Linked DNA regions of Sus scrofa: region 1 is linked to region 2. Evidence: chromatin contacts called from public HiChIP or PLAC-seq data. All regions are on one chromosome and are shown on one strand. The core of a region is the stretch at or near the end of the contact, and the rest is flanking DNA. Distances in the headings are between cores, read along the strand shown.

Evidence for each region. HiChIP or PLAC-seq counts read pairs in DNA pulled down with a chosen protein or histone mark.
Region 1: an H3K27ac HiChIP or PLAC-seq map of alveolar macrophages shows a contact between it and region 2. The contact joins the promoter of CDK5 here to the enhancer-like site in region 2. A contact is called at or near these places in 2 of 5 promoter capture datasets (fetal liver and liver), 6 of 47 Hi-C or Micro-C datasets (embryonic fibroblasts, epiblast stem cells, heart right ventricle and 2 more) and 1 of 2 datasets of contacts at active chromatin or transcription factors (alveolar macrophages).

The regions. Positions count from the first base shown.
Region 1 is chr18:6,162,623-6,168,368 of Sscrofa11.1, forward strand. It overlaps CDK5 (cyclin dependent kinase 5), which reads left to right and starts at 4,343. Exons shown (of 12, transcript NM_001044621.3): 1 at 4,343-4,443; 2 at 5,084-5,172; 3 at 5,264-5,331; 4 at 5,470-5,530; 5 at 5,629-5,685. The coding sequence starts at 4,407. It overlaps SLC4A2 (anion exchange protein 2), which reads right to left and starts at 4,000. Exons shown (of 23, transcript XM_021078861.1): 1 at 3,520-4,000; 2 at 103-216. The coding sequence starts at 153.
Region 2 is chr18:6,125,929-6,131,715 of Sscrofa11.1, forward strand. The region is part of intron 3 of AGAP3 (arf-GAP with GTPase, ANK repeat and PH domain-containing protein 3); the gene reads right to left. Among named protein-coding and RNA genes, the nearest start is that of TMUB1, 14 kb to the right of the region's middle. Within about 2 kb of position 1,578, at least 22 of the 83 cell types and tissues checked have an H3K27ac peak or open chromatin away from gene starts, as enhancers often do. A contact at or near this core is called in alveolar macrophages and fetal liver, where this site is marked.

The DNA.
Region 1 (5,746 bases), core at 3,093-5,592, 39 kb after region 2:
CTCCAAACACACACGCTGCTGTTTGATGCAGACCCTCACCCCTGGCCAGAGCACCCCGGGCGGAGAGGGACAGAGAAGGGCAGTACGGAAAAACATACTCACAGTGCGGAAAGAGTCTGCGCCCAAGGCAGGGCGCCGGGGGGCGCTGCTCATGGCCAAATCTTAGCCCTTCTCGCTGTAGCTGCGGCTTTCAGGGCAACAAGGCGGCGGCATAACCTGGGCAGGCAGGTCGGGGGTGGGGGGGACAGATCACTGCATGAGAGGGGGCCAGGCCAGCGAGGGGCACCCCAGCATCGCACAGCCCCCCATGCCCAGTCCCAGGGAGGGCAGAAGGCCACTGGCTGCGAGGGGTCTCCTGGCTGGGCAGAACCCTCTGAAGGGCCCTTGGAGGGTCAGGGGGTGGGGGGAGCCAAAAGTCATTTACAGGAGGAAAAGAGAGGAACACGAGACAGGCTCAGGAGGCCACAAAGGGCCAAGAGACTAAGAGAAAGTGAGGGGGAGAGAGCAGGATGGGGGAGAGCTGGGGTAGGGGGAGAGCTGGGGTGGGGGGAGAAGGAGTCAAGGCCCGACCTGCAGAGAAAGCAGCAGAGAGCAGGGAGGGGGGTCAGAGGAAGTGGGGAGGACAGGCAGAGCCAGGGCCGGAGCAGTGGCCTGGCACTCCGAGGCGGCTGAGCCCAGAGAGGGGTGTGCTGGGAGAGTGAAACACCCCCGTGGGGCAGAGACTGGAGGAGGAGGTGGGAGGAAAGGAGAGAAAGATCTGGAGAGCGCCCAAAACCGGCAAAGCAAGGGGGCCGCTGGCCTGGCCCCTTCCTCTGAAGAAAGCCCAGCCCCGAGGGGGCTCCCGGGGGAGGGGCAGGAGCCCAACTCACTCAGTGGGAGGGAGGAAGGGCAGCCGGCGGCCCAGGCCGGCAGCGCTTTATAATGGGGGAGGGGCACGTGACGGCGGGGGAGGGGGGTGGGCACAGAGACTCGACGTTCAGCCCCCGGGGCCGTCGGCTCCCTCCCCTCCCCTAGGCCAGAGCCAGGAAAATCTGAGAGGCAGGGCTGACGCCCTCCTGACTGTGACTGTAGGGGTGTCTGGGGAGGACACCGCGTGTACAGGGAGGGGAGCAGAAGAGCTGCGGTTGGGGAACCTGACCAGTGCAACCTGGGGTACGTGTTCCTACGGGGGGAGCACAGGGAGCAGCAGGGGCTCTGGGAAGGCAAAGGTAGTGAAGCTTCCCGGTGTGCTGTTGGGGAGGCGGGGTTCCTGGATTTAGGGCCCGGGCGGGGTAAGACAGGTCAGTGGAGGATCAGACAATGTAGGTCCGGGGGTCAGTCCAGGGTGGGGAGCCTGGAGTGACACATTCCTGGCCGGCATCCCAACTCAGCTGACCACAGCCTTCACCTCCCCCTAGCAGGCCCTCCGCTAGGGCACGTCCCGGGTGGGGAAGGGGCACCGAGGGAGGAGACCCGGTCTGGGAAGGAGTGTCCTGAGCACCTGCAGATGCCCGGCTCCCACCTCCAGGCTGTGCCCTCAGTGTGCTCCTCCATCCTCCCCTCCTCCCTTTACCTCCGTCCCTCCCCCGCCCCCTCCCCCGCCGTCGCAGAACACAAAGCAACTTCTGTCCAGAGCATCGGTGCCGATAATCCGGGGTGGGGGCACATTCCGGGGACCAGCCCTGACCGGCCCGGAGGATTAGCGTCTCTCCCCCAGCCCAAGGGATTAGCACTCCGGACCCCCACATGGGCATTAACCACCTCCCAAGTGAATTCGCACATTCCACAGCTCTCCGGTGTGTGGCTGGCGGGGATTGGGGGTGGACGGAGGAGGGTAAAGTGGACCCTGGATTGCAGACAGCGCCGCCACCCACACCCAGCGCAGAGCTCCCCACCCAGACAAGCCAGCCCCCCAGGAGTCAGGTCGATCGCTCCGGGCTCGCCTTTTCCATCCCCACCCAGCTGCTCCTTTTTCTGCCGGATCCCTTGTCCTGACCTGACCCGCCACCCCCCTTCCCGCCTCTGCCTCCCAACCCGGAGATCGGAGGCAGAGACTTGGGGCAACCGCTAGGCAGGGCTCGCTGGACGGGCCTGAATAGAGTAGGGGGTCGCCGGGGAGGGGTGTCTGGAGCCCGCCCAGGAGTTGGGAGGGCTGGCAGCGCCTCCCAGCGACTACCCCCTCCTGGTGGCAGGGGGCGCGGCACCCTTGCTTAGGGAACTCTAAGAAGCGGACCCTGGATCTCGCTTCCGACCAGCGATCACTCGGCTCGCCTCCCCATCCTTCTCCCCAAGACCTCGCTTCCCCGCGCCTCAGTCTCCGCCCTTTCCTGCACTTCCACTCCCTCCCCGCTCCGAGTCCCGAGTTCCCCCCTTTCCTTCCCCCTCCCTTCCTCCCTCCGCGGCCCTGGCCCTCCCCGCCGCCACCTCTCTGCTTACCCGCTTCCTCTGGACTTTGTGGTTCTGGGGTCTCGGGGTCTCTCCCCGGCCTCTGGCGCCCTCGCGCGCGCCCGGCGACCTCCCCGTGCCCACCTTGGGGCGCGCCCCCGCCGCTCAAACTTCTCCCAACTCAACTTTCCCCCGCGTCGCGGGCAGGCCAGCCCCCTGCGTGCGCGCCCCCCGGCGCACCGTGCGCGGCCCCGGCGCAGCGGGCTAGGAGGCGGGGAGCGGGGGCCAAGACCCGGGGGCGGAGGCGCGCTTCCAGGCACGGCCCCGCTCTAGAAGCCCAGAGCGTGGGAGGCCGCCCCCTCTGCTGCTCTGCTCGGCCCTGCGAGTCTGCAGCGGCGGCCTTCCCCGCACGGGGCTCGGGCGCCCGGAGGACGCCGTCTCTTGGGCCGATGAGGCACCTCTGGGCGGAAAAGAGGGGATCTCGGGCAGGAAAATTGAGGCACAAAGATGATCAGGAAATTTGGGGCCGAGGAAGTTGAAATATAAATGCATCGGGGGTCAGGATTCTCTCGCGCCCGCAGTTGGCCCCCGCCTCCCACTCCGAGTATCCCCAGTGTCTCCAAGAAAGACCCTGTCTTCGCCAAGAGGACGGGGAGCGGGACCAGAGGGGTGATGACGGCTGGAGCCCGGGTGCCCGTTACCCTTGGCTGACGCAGGCTTTCCAAACCCGAGGAACTTCTGCCTGGGAGAGATTCCCTGGAGGGACCTCCCTCCTCAAACCCTATTCATAGTCATCACCTGTCATTTAAAGATCTGTGTGTACTTCTGGTTTTCTCAAATAAATTATAAATTTTTCCAGATAAGCAATATATGTTTGGCTTCTCTTCTTTAGTCAACTACCGGGTAAAGTACAGCATTGTGTATGCAGAAAAACGTTAAGACATAAACGGGTTAATTAACAAATGTTTAGCACCAACTTTAGGAGTGCTGTTTGGGGCAGTTTTCGTCCAGTTCACAGACCTCAAGAATGCAATCATGAGACAATTAGAGAGAAGCCGCAAGAAAATCTATAATCAACTCCTTAAGGGATGAGGTCAAGGCTGCTTCAAGTGTAGCATCTGTCTGTGATTCTGTCTGTTGAGGGCAGTAACCAACCTGCCAGCCCTCGGCCACACCCTGGCCGACTCCTGCGGACCCCAGCTCTGCAGACTGGTGGGGGGTGGGGGGTGGAACTCCCAGTGCTCCAGCCAGCTTGCCTCCGGATATCAGCGAATGTAGAGAAAAACTGGAGTTGGGCGGGCTCTGCAACAACAAACGGGGCCCAGAGGAGAGAGAAGTCTCTGACGTAAGATAAACCCAGTCTCCAATGGGTCACACCTGCTTCTCTTTCCAGCCCTGCGGTCAGCTGGTCCCTGTGAAGTCATCAGCAGCAAGACTTGGCTCAGAGCCACTCCCCAATCACACCTGAGGTCACCGGATGGCCTTAGGGATAAGTGGAAACTCGTGCTGAGATTGTCAGGGGATCGTTGGGACCTCGACATCATCAACCGGGTCAGAGCAGGGCCACCTGGTCTCCAGAAGCAGGCCGCCAACGTTAGAAAGCGCCCCACCCTACACCCCCGCTGCATTCTGGAACGTGTAGTCCTGGAGAAATCCTTTTCGAAAGAAGGTTGTAATCACTGAAAGAAATAACACGAGCGGGGCACACTGGGAGCCGCGTGCGACGGCGGGGAGCCGGGAAAGCGGACACGCGATGCTTTCTGGGTCTTGAAGTCCAAGGTTCGCCTCCGCGGTCGAACAGGAGTCCCGGGAGGCGAGTGCTGCATAGAGCCTGAACGCAGCCTGCTGGGGGTTGTAGTCTTCTTGTTGTTTTAGACCCCGGACGTTACTGGGAAACCTGCTTCCTAGGACTACAAGCCCCAGAAACCCATGCACAGGCAGGAGGGCGGGGCAGGGCCGGAGGCTGGGGTGCCGCCTCCTCTGCACCGCCGGCCCGGAGTCTTAGAACCAGGGCCCGCAAGGGTCCCCGCGCGGCTGCCGCGATGCAGAAATACGAGAAACTGGAGAAGATTGGGGAAGGTAATGGGGCCACGAGCTGTTCCTGCAAGATCTTCTTCTGCAGACCCTTCACCATTCCTTGCAGCCCTGGCTCTCCTACCGTCAGCCATACCCACAGACTCCGACCTCAGCTGCAGCCCTGGTCCCTAGCTCAACACTCCGTGCAGACACCAATCCTCCCCATTAGCAAATCCCATAGATGACCCCCTCCCGAGCTTAGCACTCCCTGGAGACCGCCCTCCCAACCTCTGCCCCTCCTGCATTTCCTACCCTCTCCTCGGCACCACTTGCAGAACCTCACCAGCCTCAGTTCTTGCTGTAAACCTCCAACCTCAATGTTCCTGCCGGCCCTCATCTCTCTCCCAAACCTTTGCTCACTATTTCCAGACCTTCCAGAAGCTCGGCCTTTACTGGGGACCTCACTCTGGCAAGCCATTCCCCTCCCCTTCGCAGACACCCTTGAATCATCTGCAGACACCTCTCTGCCACATCCCCACTCACAAAGCTCATCCATGCCCAGCCCTCACCCTGAATCTCTCCCCCTTACTCCTCCTGGCAGCAGAAATAACACACTCCCACGCTGCCCGCTCTCCCGGAGGGACTTCCTTGGTTGGGGAAGGGCGCCGCATCCTTTCCCTCACCACGGACCTCCTGCCTCTAGGCACCTATGGAACAGTGTTCAAGGCCAAAAACCGGGAGACTCATGAGATTGTGGCTCTGAAACGGGTGAGGCTGGATGACGATGATGAGGTAGGACTGGGGCATTGGGGCCAGGGAGGGGTTGAGGGCCTCGGCTGGGTGTCACATGATTGTTGCTCATCTGGTCCCCTCCAATGTGTAGGGAGTGCCAAGTTCTGCCCTTCGGGAAATCTGCCTCCTCAAAGAGCTGAAGCACAAGAACATTGTCAGGTGCGTCAATGGGCGGGGTCTGCCTTGCCTGCGGGCTTGGTTGGAGGAGGTGGGGGGCTTCAGAGATGGGCTGGCTGATATGGGGATATTAAGTGCAAATTGGTGGCCCCGCCTGGCTGAGCCTTCCCCTCTTCCTAGGCTCCATGATGTCCTGCATAGCGACAAGAAGCTGACGTTGGTTTTCGAGTTCTGTGACCAGGTGAAAGGGGGGCTTGAGGGACAGCACCCCTGGGACGGCAGAGGGACCCAGACTGAGGTTTGTTAAACTCTGGTTCCCCCACCCCCATCCCTTTTTAGGATCTTAAGAAGTATTTCGACAGCTGCAATGGTGACCTAGATCCTGAAATTGTGAAGGTGAGGGAACGGGCGTCCTGGGAATCCTCTGAGGCTGGGGTTGGAGTCCATATTCAGTGAA
Region 2 (5,787 bases), core at 328-2,827:
ATCAAGTGCAGGGGCGCCCTGGGAAGGAAAGGCTGGGGCAATGGCCAAGGCACCCAATACCGGCTTCACAAGAGCCTCCTCCTCCTCCTCCCACTCCCAAAAGATCCCAGGCCAGGGATGGAACCCAAGCCACAGCAGTGACAATGCTGGACCTTTAACCACCAGGCTGCTGGGGAACTCCATCCACCCTGGCTTTCAGGACCAAGAGATGAGAGGGCTGGATGGCCCCTTACTCTCCAGGATGGATTTTCTCTTGCAGACAGAGAAGGATTCCCTACCGGGCCTCCCGGAGCCCCTGCCCCTCAGGGGGTCTGTGTTAAGCTGTTTGGACTTGAGTCAGGGTCTCCATGTTTCTGGCCCTGGTGCCCCCAAACTGGACCCAACTGACTGCCTCTGACCTGCATGGGGCCTTGCCCCCCACCACCGTGCCCACAGAGGCCCACGATCACCAGGCAAGGGTCACACAGTTGCGCTGGAACCTGGCCGAGCCCACATGCCCTGGGGCAGGTGGCGGGGTTTAGGGCCTGAGCCGACTGAGGGTCAGAAGCACGCGCCAGAAGGCAGACACTGTGCTCTGAGAACCTCTCAGCTCTGACCCAGCTCTGACCCCTCGAGGAGGGAGGAGGACAGAGAAACTGACGCACTGCCGCCCTCCTCCCAGTCACCCCAGGCGGGGCCCGAGCCAGGGGGCGAGGCGGAGGGAGGCAAGGGCCTGGGAGAGAGAAGCTCAGCCCCCTCCTGCTCTGCTCCAGGGGCTGCAAAGCTCACCTCAGGTGCCGGACAGCCCACAGCCCCCCTGTGCCCTCTGCTGCCCGGGGCAGCAGGACTGCCAGGCTGGGAGGGGGCTCCACCGGGCCCTGGAGGGGACAGAGCAGTGTGATACAGGCCAGGGCTCCCTGAGCGACCTCCAGGCCTGACAGGGCTCCTGAGCCGGTTACAAGGCAGGGAGGGCCCTGGTCATTGGTACCTGCCAGGCTGGCCCTGGGCTGGGGGCCCAAGGCCTGCCCGCCACTGGCTCAGCATCAAGAAGGGAAGCAGCAAGCCAGGCAGACACCACCTCGGGACAAACGCCAGCCAGGCAGAGAGCGCCCTGGCCCCACAAGAGACCAGACTAGGGAACGCTGGCGGAACACCCAACAGAGCAGGGCGTTGAACGGGAAAGGTGGCCCCGGGGGAAGCAGGACAGAGGCAGGTTTAGATCCCAGCTCTTTGCACCAGTGAAGGGCAATAACGGCTCTGGAAGGGCTGCTGTGTGGCTCAGGACCCACTGCGAGTGGCACAGCCCAAGGGTCACAGCCAGCAGGGGACAGGGGGCCCAGGAAGGGATGGGAGGGTTCAGGACGGCGTGTCCCCCCAGAGGGACAGGCTGGGAGAGAATGGGAGCGCTGCAGGACGACAGCCCCTCTCTCCTCCGGGTTGGCTAGAGGGGCTCAGGACATCCCAGCCCAGATGTCACCAACGGCCTGCCAGCCCAGGCCATCGGAGCTTCCCCACTGGCTCTCTGGACAAAGGTTAACAAGCAGGGGCTGGAGGAGATCTGGGGTTTATTGCTGCAACAACAGGACGCTCCTTCCTGGGCGGCTCCACCGCAGTCTCCTCTCTAAGTGGGGGTGAGGGGAGGGGACGGTCTCCCTAATTCAAGGCTGGTTGTGGGCTGAGGGGTGGAGCTGCGAAGAAGCCAGCAACCCGGGCTGCTGGCTGAGAGGGGCCTTACTCTGTGCCACATGTTTGCCAAGAGTACGTGTATGTTTATAGCCTTTCCGCATTACTCAGCACAAAGACAAAACACAAACCAAAAAAAAAAAAAAAAACATGCTTACAAAAACAGCTCCTACCTAAAACGCCAGGATGGGGTGAGGGGAACAGCCTGACATCTGCTGGTGACACATCCCGGCACCACGGCGGTGGGTTGCAGCCGAGGGGCACAGGGCTGGCAGATCACCTAGCCCGCCTCTCCTCTGTGACCTGACAGGAGGCCACCGTGAGGCAAAAGGGCCTGGGGGCCCCACCAGCCCTGCTGCCGAGCAGTGACCTTGAATCTTGGGTCAGTTGCTTCCATCCTTGGCCCGCAGGGCAAGGGCTGGGCGGGGCTGCCTGGTCCACATCCCTGGTGCGCTATTCCCTAAAGGGGTGCAGCTTGCGGTCCAGCACTGGACCCCCCAACTCAGCTGGGGGGATCCGCGGCAGATGGAAGGGCCTCTCCCTGCCACCTCCCCTCCGCTCACCTAGTTCCTCCGGCTGTGACTGTGACAGTCATGGGAGGGGGCAGGCGGGGACACAAGGAGAGCAGAGCAGCAGCCACACGGGATGAACCCGCCAAACCAAGTGACGAGAGCCACACTGGGGCGCGGGGCCAGCCCGGTCACCATCAAGATGCTGACAAGGGAGGCCTGGACGTGACGCCCCCAGACAGTAGCCCCCTCCTCCATCTCCTTGCCGGAGAGCGAGGCCCCGGCTGGCTCCCCACCTTTCACCTCGAGCACAACTGTGCGAATTGCGAGGGTCCCCCCACGCCGAGCCCAAGAACCCTCAGCAAGAACACATCACATGGCCAAGCCCTCTCAACAGGGTACTTCTAGGTTTCAAGAAAATCCATGGTGACAAAAAGCTGCAAAGAATGGAGTATCACTTTTTTTTTTGTCTTTTTAGGGCCGCACCTGCAGCACATGGAGGTTCCCACGCTAGGGGTCGAACTGGAGCTACAGCTGCCAGGCTACACTACAGCCACATCAACTCGGGATCCAAGCCACGTCTGTGACCTATCCCACAGCTCACAGCAACGCTGGATCCCCAACCCACTGAGCGAGGCCAGGGATCAAATCCTGGATACCAGTGGGGTTCTTAACTCACTGAGCCATGAGAGGAACTCCATACGGTATCTCATTTTAAATTCCTTTTTTTTTTTTTTTTTTTTTTGTCTTTTGTCCTTTTAGGGCCGCACTCGTGGCATATCGAGGTTCCCAGGCTAGGGGTCTAATTGGAGCTGTAGCCACTGGGCTACACCACAGCCACGGCAACGCAGGATCCAAGCCATATCTGCGAACTATACCACAGCTTATGGCAACGCCGGATCCCTAACCCACTGAGCGAAGCCAGGGATGGAACCCGCCACTTCATGGTTCCTAGTCGGATTCATTTCTGCTGTGCCACAACAGGAACTCCTTAAATTCTTTATATTAATTACACGTGTAAATAATATATTGGACATATTGGATTAAATAGAACACATTATTAAAATTAATTTCACTTTTTTTACTTTCTTCATATGGCTCCTTGAAAATTTAAATGTACACGTGACTCACATATGTAGTTGGTGCTGAATTAGAGGAAATATTTTCATCGACAAGCAAACAATCAACTGGAAGTGATGGTGCGTGCCTGTGTGACACAGTGCTCGTGAGCAGCTGTGGTCCAGGGTCCGCGCCCATCGGCTGGAACTTCTGGCAAACCCAGACCTGGCACCCCTGCTGGCAGTGGGGGGTGCCTGCCAGGCTAGACCAACTCACCCCAAACTCTGCTCCTCTGGTTCTCCCGCTTGGCTTTGGGAGCATGGCTGGAGGACGTGCGGCTGGAGGAGCAGGTCTAAAAGCTTTGCAAGAGTTAACATACTTTACGCTCCTTCACTTGAGCAACAAGGAAGCCAAGGCACAGACAGCTTCCGGAACTCACCCAGATCACACAGCTCCTGAGAGTTAGGCATTTAAATCAGGGCAGCCTGGCTCCAGAGCGACGGTACCCACTACCCCGAGACAGAGAAGGAATGACACCCAGGCTTCATTTTACGTCTTCCAACGAAAAACCATCTAGAAGGGTCTAGACGCAACAACAAAGACAAGGGGGGTGCTGCAGAAGCACTGAAAGCCGCCGAGTCTTCACAGCACTTCTCACCGAAGGGCCTTCACTTAGGGCCTGTGTAACACAAACGTCCGCCGGGCAGGGAAGGGCATCGGCCCTCCCTGGAAGGGACCACACACAGAGGAGGGGCTGAGAGCTCCCACGGGAGCAGAGCAGGAGCCTCGAGTGGGGTCCAGACCTCCTGGCCACCTGCCCAACCCCCACCACCACAGACACACGGAGGGGCCGTGACTAGGCGCGAATCCCACTCTATGAGCCAGGCTCCAGGTTCGCAAGCCATCAAAACATCAAATTAAAAGGCAAAGAGAAAGTGCTCTAGGCGGGGGCATCAACAGAGGCAAAGAGAAAGAAAATACACACTATAAACAGGCACAAAAACAGCAAAGGCACATCCCTCTGGAACCATGTGGTGTGGGCTCACTCATCTCAGTGCCGAGAGGACGCTTGGCCAGCTGGGCCCGGGGCCCCAGGAAGGCCTACCCAAGAGACTAAGACCTCCAACAAACGGCTGTGTGCGCCTGATCGACCCCAAGACATTAAAACTGTTGGGAGTTGCTTTGTGGCGAAGTGGGTTAAGGACCTGGGGTTGTCACTGCAGCAGCTCAGGTCGCTGCTGTGGCTTGAGTTGGGTCTCTGGCCTGGGAACTTCCACATGTCACCGCAGCGCACCCCAAAAAAACCCCAAAGACTGTCTTACCCAGAATAAAAAAAAGAATAACAAACCAAGAGAAAGATGAATAAAGGATATGGACAGAATTGAACCAAATATAAAGGACACACAAAATTTGGTTTAATGCTGACTCTTCACTAGCAGTCAAATACACACAAAATAAAACCACCACAAAAATCATTTCATCATTTCTCTTTCTCTATCAGGACAGGAACGGCCTTCCTGCAGAGAAGTGTATGTAGCAAAAGTCCCAAAAAGTCCTACTTGCCAACAGCCCTACCATGTTCTTTTTCTTGGGCATCTGTCCAAAGGAAATAGACAAGTGTGCAAAGATCTATGTCCCAGGAGACTGGGATCGCATGCCCAGCCCTGCGCGGGGCACCACACAGCCTCTCCAGATCACGACGGCACGTCCCGGGGCACTTGCTCTGTGCCGGGCCCCACCCTCGGCACCTGTCGCGCCCCGCTCCCTCGAGTTCTTATTAACCCCCGTCTCACCCGAGGAAACAGAGGCCCAGGACCTCTTCAATGAGCAGCCCTTGGAAGGCTCCCGGGCAGCGCGTGTCCCAGGCTGTGAGCAAGAAGTCGGTGCTCAGAACCTCACACTGAACAAAGCCCACGCTGCCTGGACCAGGGATCCAAGGCCAGAGAGCCAAGACCAAGACGGCCCAGATACTCGGGTGCGGGATCGGGGCGGGCTGTGCAGATGCGACCAGAACTCAGTCCTGGGGGACAGGCCCCTGGGGAGGAAGGGAAGGTGTGACCCTGTGACCTGGCGAGTTCTCACTGCCAGTCAGCGGCAAAACAGGCACAAGAACCCAGCTATCCTGACTGCCTGGCAGGGAGCTGCCAGATGGGGGGATGCAGACAGTTGGGGGTGCAGCCAGGGCGGCGGGGGCGGGGGGGCATGAACACAGAGGCTGTTCATGACTCAGAGTCTCCAATACCCTTTCCCCAGCGGAGTATTTTCCATAGAACTCTCACTTTTGCTGGAAAACGTCAGTAACATCATCGATCACGGAGTTGTAGGTGGTAGGTATGCGTGGGACAGAAGCAGACCGGAAGGATGCACATCAGACAGACAGACAAGAGCAGGAATGGGGCAGGGAAGGGAACACAGGCTTCTTCTCCTTCCTTCCACATCTGAATGTGCAATAACAAGTATGCATTAGTTTGTCATCTATTTAGGAGTTCCCTCGTGGCTCGGTGGGTTAAGGAGCCAGCATTGTCACTGCTGTGGGTCTGGTTACAGCTGTGGCTCA